Regions from separate parts of the Cricetulus griseus genome. Here region 2 is linked to region 1. Evidence: chromatin contacts called from public Hi-C data. All regions are on one chromosome and are shown on one strand. The core of a region is the stretch at or near the end of the contact, and the rest is flanking DNA. Distances in the headings are between cores, read along the strand shown.

Region 1 (3,084 bases), core at 344-2,843:
TAATCTGATGCAGCCAGTTTCTCAATTAAGACTCCCTCTTTCCAGGAGTTTCTAGTTTGTGTTGAGTTGAAAAGAATGAACCAGCATATCACTCCAGTATATTTAGACCTCATTGGACCCTGCCCAGCTAAGACCTGATCATTCTGCTGAATCTGATCAGCAGTTACCAGCAAACTCACCCACATGCTCTCAAAAATGTTGACCTTGATTTTCACGGTTATAATTGTCTTTTCTAGGTGCCTAGCAAATAAACAGGAAACTCAGTTATGGTGATGGCTTCTGGTGATGGATCAAAAGAGTAAGGCAGAAACTGAAAATGTCTTCCTTCTCTCTGCCAGCATCTTGCAACCTAGAAGTGGAAAACTTCTCTACCTACACATTGTAACTGCCACGTACAGTCAAGGTGGCAACAGCTGGGTTTATTGGTTTGGGCCAGGTGCAAGCTGCACCTCATATGGGTTTATTTTTGCTACCTGATTACAAGTGGGGGTTGTTGCATGCTTTCTTCTTATCTTTTTTTTTTTTGTCCATTCAGTGAAGGAATTGGTTGTGCCTTCCTGAGGGATCAACATTATAGTTCAAATGTTGGAAATATCAAAGACTGTGGACTTGGGAAACAATGGCTTGCATCTCAGCTCCCCACCTTAGTCCCTCTGCTTTTGTGATGAAGGGGATTAAACCTAGGGCTCTTTTAAGCAAGCCCAATTCTTTAAGGATGAGCTTGGAAAATGGGAATGACAATGTATACCTGCAGAAATGTTAAAAGGAAAATCAGGACATTGTGAGTCAGCGTGTACCAGGTGTGGATAGAGCAGGCAATCAATGAAATAATCTTACATGCTAATGAACCTATCAGTTCCCAGCATTATTATCCACCCATTCTCTAAGCTTAGTTAGGTAAGGGATGCCTTCTGTTGTGCCAGGTTCTTGGAGCCCAGAGACTAACCCAAGGAGCCGACACTCTGATGCAAAAGCAAACGGTTTCTTTTTATTTCAAGCTGGCCAGCTAGGATCTCACTGCATGGCAGGCAAATGAGATCCCAACCAGCCCAAATGAGAAGCTTTTGAGGGGGCAGACCATAAGGTTGAAGGCCACAAATTTCAGAGTTTCCATGGTTACTTAAGGTCATACAAAGTACAGAGTAAATCAGTAGCTATATATTTTAAGTGAGATACATTTGAGTGAGATAAGACAGGGCACAGGGTTGCAGGGTTACAGGGCCACGGAGGGTCTGTCAGTTATCCCCTGGGCTGGGGAATCTTTATGACCAGCAATTAGCAAAGGAATGTTAACAGGAGTGGTGGGCAGTTACCTCCCCTTCTCTGAAAGCAGGGGATCAGGTGCCAGCCATGGCACTCCTGATTTAAGGAGTTAAATTTTTCTTCACCATTAGACATTCCCTTTTTAGGGCCCAAGTTCTTAAACTTCTATTAATTTTAATTTTTGGTTCCTCACATTCTACCGTCTGCATATTGTATAATCCTCACTTTGGATCTTTTCTGTCTAGCCTAGAGGAAGAAAAATCGTGACGACCCTTTAAGGGGCGGGGCCATGAGAGGGGTGGGGCGGGGCTCCAATGCACACCGGAAGGAAGTCGGGCTAGCACGTCTACTAGGGACTATGCTGCTACGACCTCTTCTAGGCTGGGCTGCCTGTTCGCTGCGTAGTGCAAGCTCCGGAAGCCTCATTTCGGGTACCGGGCAGCTGTGGGCACCTCACCGCGCCTGGCCTCCGGGTAACTAGTATTTTTGTGCCATGTCGTAGGGGCTGCTCTGGTCCCCTCCCCCTCCCCTGCAAGTCACCGGACTTACCCGGGGCCCTAAGGAACTGTGAGGACCTGCACTTGGGGTCCAAACACTGCTTCTCTTCCTGTTTCCTGGTCAGATTCTTTAGGTGGGGCGGAAGCTACCTTTAGCCAGCTCGCTGTGCCTGCGCACCTAGAGGGCGGTGCTTTTTCCCACCTTTGCTGGCAGTGGGGATCCTCTTCCTTTGGCCTCGGGCTGCTGCTGGAGTTTGGCAGTATTGCCAGCCTTGACCTAGAGAACAGACTACGTGGGTCCCAGCCCTAAGCCTTAGGCCACCGTCCGTTCTTCGGAATCTTGTGGGTGTAGGTCATTCCTTGTGTCCACTGTGAAGATTCTGAGCACACAATACAGGTGAAAACGGGAAGTAGAATATACCAAGCGAAGGAAAGTAAGCAAGCACAAATGGTGTACAGTGTCACATACAAGACCCAACTACTGAGGGTCCCGAGAATGGCAAACATTTTTAAGTAAAGAAGCAAACATAAAAATACCTTTGTGTGGTTATCAGATTAGCACAGAGAAGAGTGAATAATTGAAACGTCGATTTCCTTTCTTTTTTAGATAAAGATAGAGAAAATGATAAAGAGAAAAAAGCAGTGGTAAGTTCCTCTTTGCATGCATTCTCCAGTGTAGCATAATATCTTCTTTTTTTTTTTTGAGCCGGAGACCGAAGCAATATGTGCACACAGTGAAAAAAAAAAAAAAAAAAAAAAAAAAAAACAAGTAAACCGTGAAAATGAGAGTAGGTAGTGCATGCTCAGCAAGCATAAGGTAAGTTCCATTCTCAGCACCAGAGAAAGATGTGGGGTACATCCTCATCCATGGCTGGAGATTGGACTCGTCCTCTGGAGGACAGTGGAGTGAGTTGTGACACAGGCACAGAACTTTCCGTTAAACTGCTTGTGTTCTTTGACAGCATGCCCTCCTATTTTTGTAATCCCCTGTTTCTTTCTTACCCTCACATTTTCTTTTCCTTTCTCTTTTTTCCTCTTTCTTTGTTTCTTTTTGTGAGCACTTTGCATATGAAGTGGTACACACATAAGTCTTCATCAAGCAGTTGAAAGACTCAAAGATGAGAAATCTGCATGTGGGAAACAGGCCAAAAAGTAACTGTGTTTATTTCTACATTGAAATTATGGGTAGTATTTTCTGTGTGATGACTTAAATTTCTTCTGTGGGCATACACCCCTCATCAAATGTTCTTAGACATCACTTTAAGAAAGACCCAGGCACAGGCTGTGGTGGTGGCACACGCCTTTAATCTCAGCACTGGGGAGG
Region 2 (3,084 bases), core at 250-2,749, 190 kb before region 1:
GGTCCACTTCCCCTACTTCCTATCCATGTCAGACTTCCTAGTTGCATGGGACCAGGGTGAAGTCACCCCTTACACTTTTTATTTTCCTAGGCCTGAATTTCTGGCACCTAGCTAGGCCAAGGACATCTTGTGAGTTCTGATTGGCACCCCCCCCCCATGGGTAGGATAGGACTGAAGCCTCCTCAATGGCCTGTGATTCAAAGCCCCCTTACCTCCGTGGCTTTCAGAGATCTGAGATGACCAATCTAAGAGTGGACTTTAGGTCTGCTTGCTACAAAGTACTTGGAAAAAAGTATTGGGTTCTACTAGTGACCTAAGGGTTGATGCCTCCTGCATGTGTCCTGGGGTACAAGGGGAAAGTCCTAGGTCGGAAACCCTGCCACCTAGTCTCAGAGCTCCTCGATTGAGTTAAAGGCACTTTCTATCCCCGCCCCCCAGCCCCGGCCTTAAATGGGAACAGATCAGATATCAAGTTGCTAGGGATCTAAGCAACAAGTGGCTGTCGCCATGGGCTGTTTCCTCCTTCCACTGTCCTTCCTCCCGCCCCTCTCACCATGTCCGTAGGCCCCATGCCAGTTCCCGCCCCACACGCGACGATGCGGGAGTGTTAGGAGGACAAAGGAGACCTTCCTAGTCGGGTGGGGACAAGCGGGAAGGAGGAAGGAGCGTGGTAGGGGAGGGAGGAAGGAGGGGATGAAGTCACCCCGCTGGTTCGATACCCTGGGACAACAGTCTGCCTGCACCTTCACTATGCAGTCCCAGCTTCACCCACTCCCCGGAGGCTCGTCCCACTCCTCAGGATCCGCACCCCACTCTTCAGGATCCGCACCCCACGGGTGGCCGGGTCTCACCCAGTGAAGTGGGAGGGTTTGCAGAACAGGAGACCAAAGCCTGAAGGAGCCAAGCCAGCGCAGGGAGGGGGCGCTCGGGGATCACACAGCAGCCAGGCCGCGGCGCCAGCGGGGACTGAGTCCTCAAACCCGTGTCCTCGGGTCCCTTTTGAGGGCCTCGCAGGCTGGAGAAGCCGGGAAGACCACGGCTCCGGCCTGAGTTTGACTCGCGCTCGGCTACGGAGAAGCTGTCTCAAGTTTGGGGGCGGTGGCCAAACTTCGCGCGAGTCTCCTGGGTGGGAGGCGCAGGAACTGGGGCTTGGGATACAGGGACTAGGCTTCGGGCACCCGGGGAGCCCTCGCACTCACCGACTCGGCCAGCAGGAGGCGACCTTTGAGCGAGCAGAGGAAGGCGCGCGCGGGCAGCAGGGCGCTGAGCCCGGGCACTGTCCTGCCACTTCGGGGGCGGTCCGGGGACTCTGGATCAGGCTCCGGCTCTGCGTCCGGGGGCCACATAGCGGCGCTACCTCGTCGAGCCTCGGCCTCACTGCCTCACCCAGTGCCCTGGAGGGAAGCGGAAACCCGCTGTGCGGAAGGAGAAAAAGTGGGGTTAGAATAGGCCCGGGACTCATCCTCCGCTGTCCCGCCTCCACCACCTTCAATCCTCCCCCTCATCCCCACCCACAACTGTCCCTCGGACCCTGCCCCGCCCATCCTCCCGCCCTCCATTCTCCAACCACACCCACAATGTCCCTGGGACGCTGTCATGCTCATCCCTCCTCCCCCATCCTCCCATTCGCATCCCCACCTCCCCCACTGCCTCTCTGACTCTACCCGGCCCATATCCCGCCCCCATCCCCCCCCCACTACCCCTTAGACCTAGTCTCTTTCCGTCTTCCATCCTTCCACTTCCACCCTCATTACCCCTCGGATCCTCCCCCGCCGGGTCCTTCCATTCTCAGTTCCTCCTGCCGCGCTCTGCCGCGCTCACTTGCCCATCCATTGACCCCCGCACCACACTGCCTTTCCGACCATCCCTGGCCCTCTATCCTCCGATCAACGACCACCCCCCACTTCTCTTCCTCCCTACTATCCCTCCCCCCCCATTTCCGTCCTTCTTTCGGTCTCTCACAGCCTCCTTTACTCTGCCCGCCTATCTTCTACCCCATTCTCCCACCGCTTCCCAAGCTTCCTTCTAGAGCCTACCTCCCTATCTCCCGCCCCCTTGGATTCTGTACCGGGTCCTCCCAGTCTCCTCGGACCCCAACAGCCGGGTCTGCTCTGTGCGGCCTGCTTAGCCCGGAGTCGTCTGGTAGTGTTTGTCTCCTCACCCCATCCTGGCAGATACAGACCCACTTATTACCTCCTCTGAGGGCTCCCAAGCCACGACCACCTGTCCCCGCTCCCTGTCTTAAATTTGAACTAACTTTCTGCCTTGCATCTTCTGGGAGCCTAGACATCTCTAGGGCAGGGACCCTCCTGGCTCGGCTCTTTTTGTTTGTTTTTGTTTTTCGAGACAGGGTCTCTCTGTAGCTTTGGAGCCTGTCCTAGAACCCGCACTGTAGACCAGACGGGGCTCGAACTCACAGAGATCCTGCTGCCTCTGACTCCCAAGTGCGAGAATTAAAGGTATGTGCCACCACCACGGTCTTAAGCTGTCAGCTCTTGCTGTGTCCCTCCCCTCTCTCAGCTCCTGCTACTTCCCCAGCCATCCACCCCTTGGTCCTTGGCTAGCCTATCTTCCTTCTTCTCAGTTGGAGTTTCCCAGTCATTTCCCTGGCCATACTCCTGTTCTCAGCCTGTCCTTCAGGGACTCTTTTGATAGCTGCCCAAGGCGTGGGTTCTTCCTGTGTTGGACTAACCAGAGATCTGAGGATTGACCTCGTTGTCCTTCACTGCTAGCCCATCGCAGCTGAGGCTCTCTTGCTTTCTTCCTTGTCAGTCAGATACGCGTTTAAATAACTAATTATGCTCCCTCATGCAAACTGATGCTTCCTTTTGCCACAGGGCCTTTGTACATCTGTCCTGTTTAGTCATGGGTGTGTGCATGCGTGCCTTTGTGTGTGTGCATGCTCACATGAATACTGTTGGGTCTAGTTGCTGGTAGAGACCCAGGGTCTGGGGTGTCTTTTTTTTTGACAATCTCTCACTGAATTTGTAGTGCATGGGATTTCCACAAGATTAACCTGGTCAATGAGCTCCAGATGTTCTGTTTCTGCTTTACCAGAACTAGCATTACCACTATATGTGGGAT

Evidence for each region. Hi-C and Micro-C count contacts between places; a contact is called where the count stands out from the background.
Region 2: a Hi-C map of the CHO-K1 cell line shows a contact between it and region 1, with 4 times the contacts expected there. The contact joins the promoter of Cmtm3 here to the promoter of Tk2 in region 1. A contact is called at or near these places in 2 of 8 Hi-C or Micro-C datasets (the CHO-K1 cell line and fibroblasts).

Annotation. Positions count from the first base shown.
Region 1 is chr3:180,422,100-180,425,183 of CriGri-PICRH-1.0, reverse strand. Tk2 (thymidine kinase 2, mitochondrial) reads left to right here and starts at 1,593. Exons shown (of 10, transcript XM_027405735.2): 1 at 1,593-1,736; 2 at 2,368-2,405. The coding sequence starts at 1,622.
Region 2 is chr3:180,612,449-180,615,532 of CriGri-PICRH-1.0, reverse strand. It overlaps Cmtm3 (CKLF-like MARVEL transmembrane domain-containing protein 3), which reads right to left and starts at 1,499. Exons shown (of 4, transcript XM_027405742.2): 1 at 1,200-1,499. The coding sequence starts at 1,346. It overlaps LOC118238461 (a long non-coding RNA gene), which reads left to right and starts at 1,708. Exons shown (of 2, transcript XR_004768884.1): 1 at 1,708-2,459.